Linked DNA regions of Mus musculus: region 2 is linked to region 1. The links are chromatin contacts, called in public HiChIP or PLAC-seq maps. All regions are on one chromosome and are shown on one strand. Each heading gives the region's core, a stretch centred on a gene start, on an enhancer-like site or on the middle of the called end of the contact. The rest is flanking DNA. Distances are from core to core; before and after follow the strand shown. Region 1 has its middle 3.6 kb from the start of Gm33659. Region 2 has its middle 24 kb from the start of Gm5600.

The links. HiChIP or PLAC-seq counts read pairs in DNA pulled down with a chosen protein or histone mark.
Region 2: a FOXA1 HiChIP or PLAC-seq map of pancreatic cancer cells shows a contact between it and region 1. The contact joins two enhancer-like sites. A contact is called at or near these places in 1 of 115 datasets of contacts at active chromatin or transcription factors (pancreatic cancer cells) and 1 of 9 other capture datasets (embryonic stem cells).

What each region holds. Positions count from the first base shown.
Region 1 is chr7:113,146,671-113,149,370 of GRCm38.p6, forward strand. No RefSeq gene overlaps it. Among named protein-coding and RNA genes, the nearest start is that of Gm33659, 3.6 kb to the right of the region's middle. Within about 2 kb of position 1,286, at least 142 of the 459 cell types and tissues checked have an H3K27ac peak or open chromatin away from gene starts, as enhancers often do. A contact at or near this core is called in pancreatic cancer cells, where this site is marked.
Region 2 is chr7:113,733,782-113,736,481 of GRCm38.p6, forward strand. No RefSeq gene overlaps it. Among named protein-coding and RNA genes, the nearest start is that of Gm5600, 24 kb to the left of the region's middle. Within about 2 kb of position 1,285, at least 6 of the 459 cell types and tissues checked have an H3K27ac peak or open chromatin away from gene starts, as enhancers often do. A contact at or near this core is called in pancreatic cancer cells, where this site is marked.

The DNA of each region.
Region 1 (2,700 bases), core at 36-2,535:
CACTGCAAGCTTGAGGACCACAAGAAGAGGCAGTAGTGGGCCAATTCTGAGCTTTCTCCCCGTCTCCAGGCTGACATGTAGCTCGGTCACACGGGTGACCGCACCCTTCCTGAAGTTTGTGCCATGTGTCATCACGGCACAAAATGTTACTCTGTGACTGAGAACAGGGCTACTGAGTCAACAGCTTTCCTAAAATGACGGGTTTGGGGAGGAAATTAAAATTAAAAATTAGCACTTGCTGACAAGCCTGAGCACCTGAGTTGGATCCGTGAGAGCCTCTTTGTAGAGAGAAATAACTGATTCTTGAAAGTTGTCCCCTGGTCTCCACACCCTTATTGTGGCACAAAACCTTCCCCCAACTAATACAATCAATCAATCAATGTATGCTAAGGAAAATTAAGCCAAAGCCACTTGAGAAACAGATATCCTCAGACAACACTTTTGCCAACTTGGTGGTATCAAATTATTAGACATTAAGGACCTGTGCGTAAGGATTCAGTTGATTATAGGATCCACTCTCAATTCTGTGACCTTGAGTGGAGGAGAGAACATAGTTTATCTGGCCTCAGCTTCTTTATCGAGAAAATGGCATAATAATTTCTACCTCAGCACCAGCAGTAAAGAGTCAATGGATAAAATGTGCAGTGGTCCTGATGAGGGCCCTCAGAGCATCGCTGCCTTCTCTTCTTCCTGTGAGGTCCTTTAAGAGTTAACTCACAGAACAAATAGGCACAAAACCTGTGGCGTTTGGAAGAAGCTTGTGGGTGGACTTCCAGGCAGAAAGGGAAGTAGCTCGAGATACCACCCCATTAATGCTGACTAACTCCCCTGGAATTAAGTGAAGGACAAAGGAGCTTAATTCAGTGGGATCTCAAAGAAACAGTGTGTGTGTGTGTGTGTGTGTGTGTGTGTGTGTGTGTGTGTGCGCGCTTGTGAATCCTTTCCAAAGCCCACAGCCTCCTCAACAGGGCAGGGCCACCGTGGGTGGAACTAAGGGTTTCAGAACAATGGCAGGGATTCTAATCTCTCAGAAGAGCAGGGTAGCTGGGAGGCAGAGGAAGGTTGGGGTGGGTAGACTTCCCTGTGACTCTCCAGCTCTGGACTAAAGTGCTCAGGTTTGGGGAGGTTCCCAAGGTTCCTTGGCCATGCTGAATCAAGTGTCAGCCTAGGCTGATTCACAGCTTGAGACGCTGGCAGCTTGCAGCAGACCGGCGGGCCGGGCCGGCAGCCCAAGAGTGAGCTCATTAGCCACAGTGGACCCTAAGCTATGCCGAGTCGCCCAGGCTGCTTCGGTCTGTGAGGCATAGAAGCTTCGTGCCTGAGTCAGGACTGCACCAGCTTCCCAAATCACTGTCTCTGGAAGGGAGTTCCAAAGGCACTTGTCACTGAGTTCTTGGTGGTCCCAACATCCTGTCACAATTCTCTGCAAAAGGCTAATGACAAGTGATGTCATTCTATCCCTTAGTGAAAAGAGCACATGATTATATTCATGAAGTAGAAGCCCAGCCTTGGTCAGACACTGGGCCCCAGTCTGAGGTTTTGAAAATGTGGTTGTCATTAACAAGCCAGATGGAGACCTTCCTGTCTGCGGTACAAAAATCCACAAGACACAGCTGGCCTGCCTGACCTCAAAAAGGGCTTCTAGAAGAGTTTCTGTCCCGGAGAGAGGCAGACAGCAAGACAACCAGAGTACATTCATGCAAGGCCTTGGGCAATGGGGCATGTCTGTAATCTCAGCACTTGGGAGGCTGAGGCAAGGGGATCCGAAGTCCAAATCCAGCTTGTGTTGTGCTCTGAGGTACCGTCTCAAAAGATAAAAAGTATATATGAAAGAAAAAAGGAAGGCAGGAAAACATTCATACATGTGCACACACCCCATCTGTACACACACACACACAAACACACACGCAGACATGCACATACACATATACATACATACATACATACATATTCACACACATTGTCTATTTTTTTTAAAAATCAAAAAACAAAAGATATTCCTCCAAGGAAATCTGATGATTTATCTGATGACCAACTGGGCTACAGAACACCAGAGTTTAATGATGTCCCTTAAGGACAACCACATACCGAGAAGGTGTCTCTTGGGTGTGGGTGACTTGAAATAATCACCATTTGCTAACTTGTTCTTCCAGGGAAGTGTGTCAGCCTTGGGTGAGCGAGTCTACCACTGGAGTACGCACTTTTCCTCAGAGAGGCGCCTGCTCTCTCAAGCATCTCTCCATGGCTCACGGTGGTTTGATGAGTCACGTTAGTGAGCTGCCTTTGAAACAGAGGTTCCTTCCCAGAATCCTCTTCTAAAACACTTCCATAATGCTGTTATGTTACTAGTCTTGCAGGAGTTCAAGAAGGCTGAATTCTGCATCCTATTGGGTGTCTTCCCCTTTCTTTTCCTTTCTTCTCCCTCTTTGTCCCTTCTCTCCTCTTCTGATGAACACATGCCATGTACCGGAGGGCAGGATGGAATGGTCTTGTAGACTTGATCTAGGTCCTTTGCTGGCTTCCTTCATGAGTCAGACATGGTTTAAGACCTGTCTTCCTGGCTAAGCTTGGTGCAGGCTGGTGATGTCAGCTACCTGGGAGCCTGGGGCCCTTTGGGAATGGAGAGCTGAATGACAGCCACTCTCCTCACAAAAGTCCCTCTTTATTTAGAAATCCCATATGCTTGGCTTTTACCTTCTT
Region 2 (2,700 bases), core at 35-2,534, 590 kb after region 1:
AATACTTGGTGTTGGCAGATCAATTAAGTGGCAATACATGCTACATTATAATTTTAATCACCATGAAATTAAAATATGGTAATGAGCGTTAACATGACTTCATCCTTTCAAACTATGATTTAATTTATGGAATTCTTCTTGACTGCTGCCTTATTTCTCGGGTTCTTTCTGTCTTGATCCGCAGGCATCTTTAGATTACACCCTTTCCGGTAGATATTATTCAAGACAGCCACTAACTAAATGAGCTCTTCTTTCCTTATCAATTAAGGATCTTGTAGGCTATTCTTACTCATTTTAATTTAGTTCTTTTCCCTGCATAAAATATGCAGGGAATTAGAATAATTTTTTTTTAAAGCAGAAAGGCCTCTCTTTGGTTTCCATATGGTGTACTTTTCCCACTGACACATAAAAGCAGGCCAAATGTCATTTTGCTTTTCTCAAGGTCACCTTCCTTGAGCATATTTAAGGGTAGGAGCAGAGTCTGTTCTTGTTGTCATTGTAGCTGCCACACGGACAGTACTACTTCCCTTGCCTCTCTGCTGTGCACCTGTGATGTCCCAACTCCACCGTGTCCTCAGTGAGGAAGTCAGCTAGCAAAGACCACATTCCCCCTTTGCCATTAAAACCTTTAATTCTAAGCACCTACTTACAAAGCTCCTTGTTGGTGGGTTTAAAACGTATGTCCAAAGGCAAGAAAATGGTTTACTAGCAAATCAGAACCTCTCATGGCTGCCCATCAGCTACAGGACAGAGTGAAATTTTCTATGAATTAGTCCTGTTTAGGTGGGCAGCCTTGTCTCCAGCACTCCCAGTGTTGTATGACATACTCTGCCATCTCCATCAACCCACGCACACCACGGTGTTCATGCCCCCTTGTCTTTATCTGTTTCAGTCGCGGTTCTGTGTGCCCTCTTCTTGTTGCCTTGGATCCTGCCTGCTCAGCTTTTATCAGGACTAAGGAAGTATCTTCAGGGAGCTTTTTCTGAAATCCAGGCTAACAGCATGAGATGCTTTTGTGCTGCAAGATGCTCGGAGGAAACTGGTAAAGGGACCTCTTTGCTGGCTTTCTATTGCTGTGGTAAATACCACGATCAAAAGTGATGTGGGGAGGAAAGGGTTAATTTAATCTCAAAGCTTACAGTCCATCATGGAGGAAACTCGGGGCAGGAAGTCAAGGCAAGAACCTGAAGCCAGGAACTGAAGCAGAGGCCTTGGGGACATGGTGACTGTTGGCTTTCTCTTAGGGCTCATGGTTAGCTACTCTATACCTCCCAGGACTATCTGCCCAGGGTGGAGCCACTCAGAGTGGGCAGGGCCTCACACATCAATCATCAATCAAGAAAAAGCCCCACACAAGTCAATCTGATGGAGACATTTGCTCAGTTGAGGTTCCCTCCTCTGAGATGACCCCAACTTGTGCCAAGTTGACAGAAAGCAAAGAGTACAGGGAGAAAGTACTTCAGGTGGAACTTTTGAAGGATTCCTGTATTGTAAAGCATGGAAGGCTGTTTACATCATGATGAACCAAGAAACAGAAAGAACCCTTGGGAACAAGAGTTGGGCTATAACCTTCAAAGCCCAGCCCCAGTGACTCACTTCTGCCAGGTCATAAGGATTCAATGTGGTTTCTAAATAGTACCACTGGCTGGGACATAATCACTCAAAATGTGGGCTTGCAGTTCAGAGTCAAGCCCTACCACAACCTCAGGTACACTTTCTTGTCTTTCTCCTGGGGTGCTTCTACATCCTGCATAGCCCTGTCACTGACAGTGACACTGGGAAGGTCAGTCTCCTTGTCCCCTTCCCTGTGTCCTGAGGTTGGCAGCTCCCCACACTCCCGACAATACTTAACCATTCTCATTACCTGAGGGAGCACAACAGACATGTGTCGAACTGAATTAAATTGAATTCCACTGTAGTGAGTATTTTTCTCTATTTACTGTCGGCCTTAAATTTGGGTTGTGTGGAATTTTGACATAGAGTACTTTTTAATTTTTATGGAGTTGAAAGTATTGATCTTTGTGTGATTTCTTCTATTGATTTTGAGCTTTAAAAAAAAATGAAGGACTAGTTTTTAAGAGACTCTTTATGACTGAGCTGAGAAATTTTGCCATCTCACTGTTCTCACTGAGAGGAGGGGCAACATGAGGCGGAGACAAAGGAGATGCCCTTCTCAGAAAGCCACAGCTCTTTTCCTGTTCTTCCCAGTAAAGAATGGTATCTGGGTCAAATGCACAAGTAACATTTTGTGTCTTGGCTTTTATGGTTTCCATTGGTCCGTGAAAGCAACCATCTTCAGGCTAAGCAATTCCATTTGTCTTTGGGCCTCTAAGGACAGTCTCTGTGTTGAGAGCTCTTGGATGAAAGAAAAATAGCAACTTCGGCTGTTTTACTGTTTGCTGATTTTATTTTCTCAATATGTAAAATGGCAACTGGCTCAGCAGACTTGGCTGGCCTGGCTCAGAGTGCTCTGCCCTTTGGGTCTTTATCTGAAATGTTAGCTCTCCCCCTGGGACCAGCTCCAGGGTCAAGGCCTAGGTAAGAACTTTCTCTGGTCAGCTTCCTCTCCTTCTAAACCTCTCCTTCTCTCCCATCAATCCCACAGCAAGTCCACACAAAGGCGTGGATGGTCTCTCCTTCAGTGGTTCACTTGTGGTTCAGAAATAACTAGGTTAACACCGACGGGCTCTCCGCTAATAG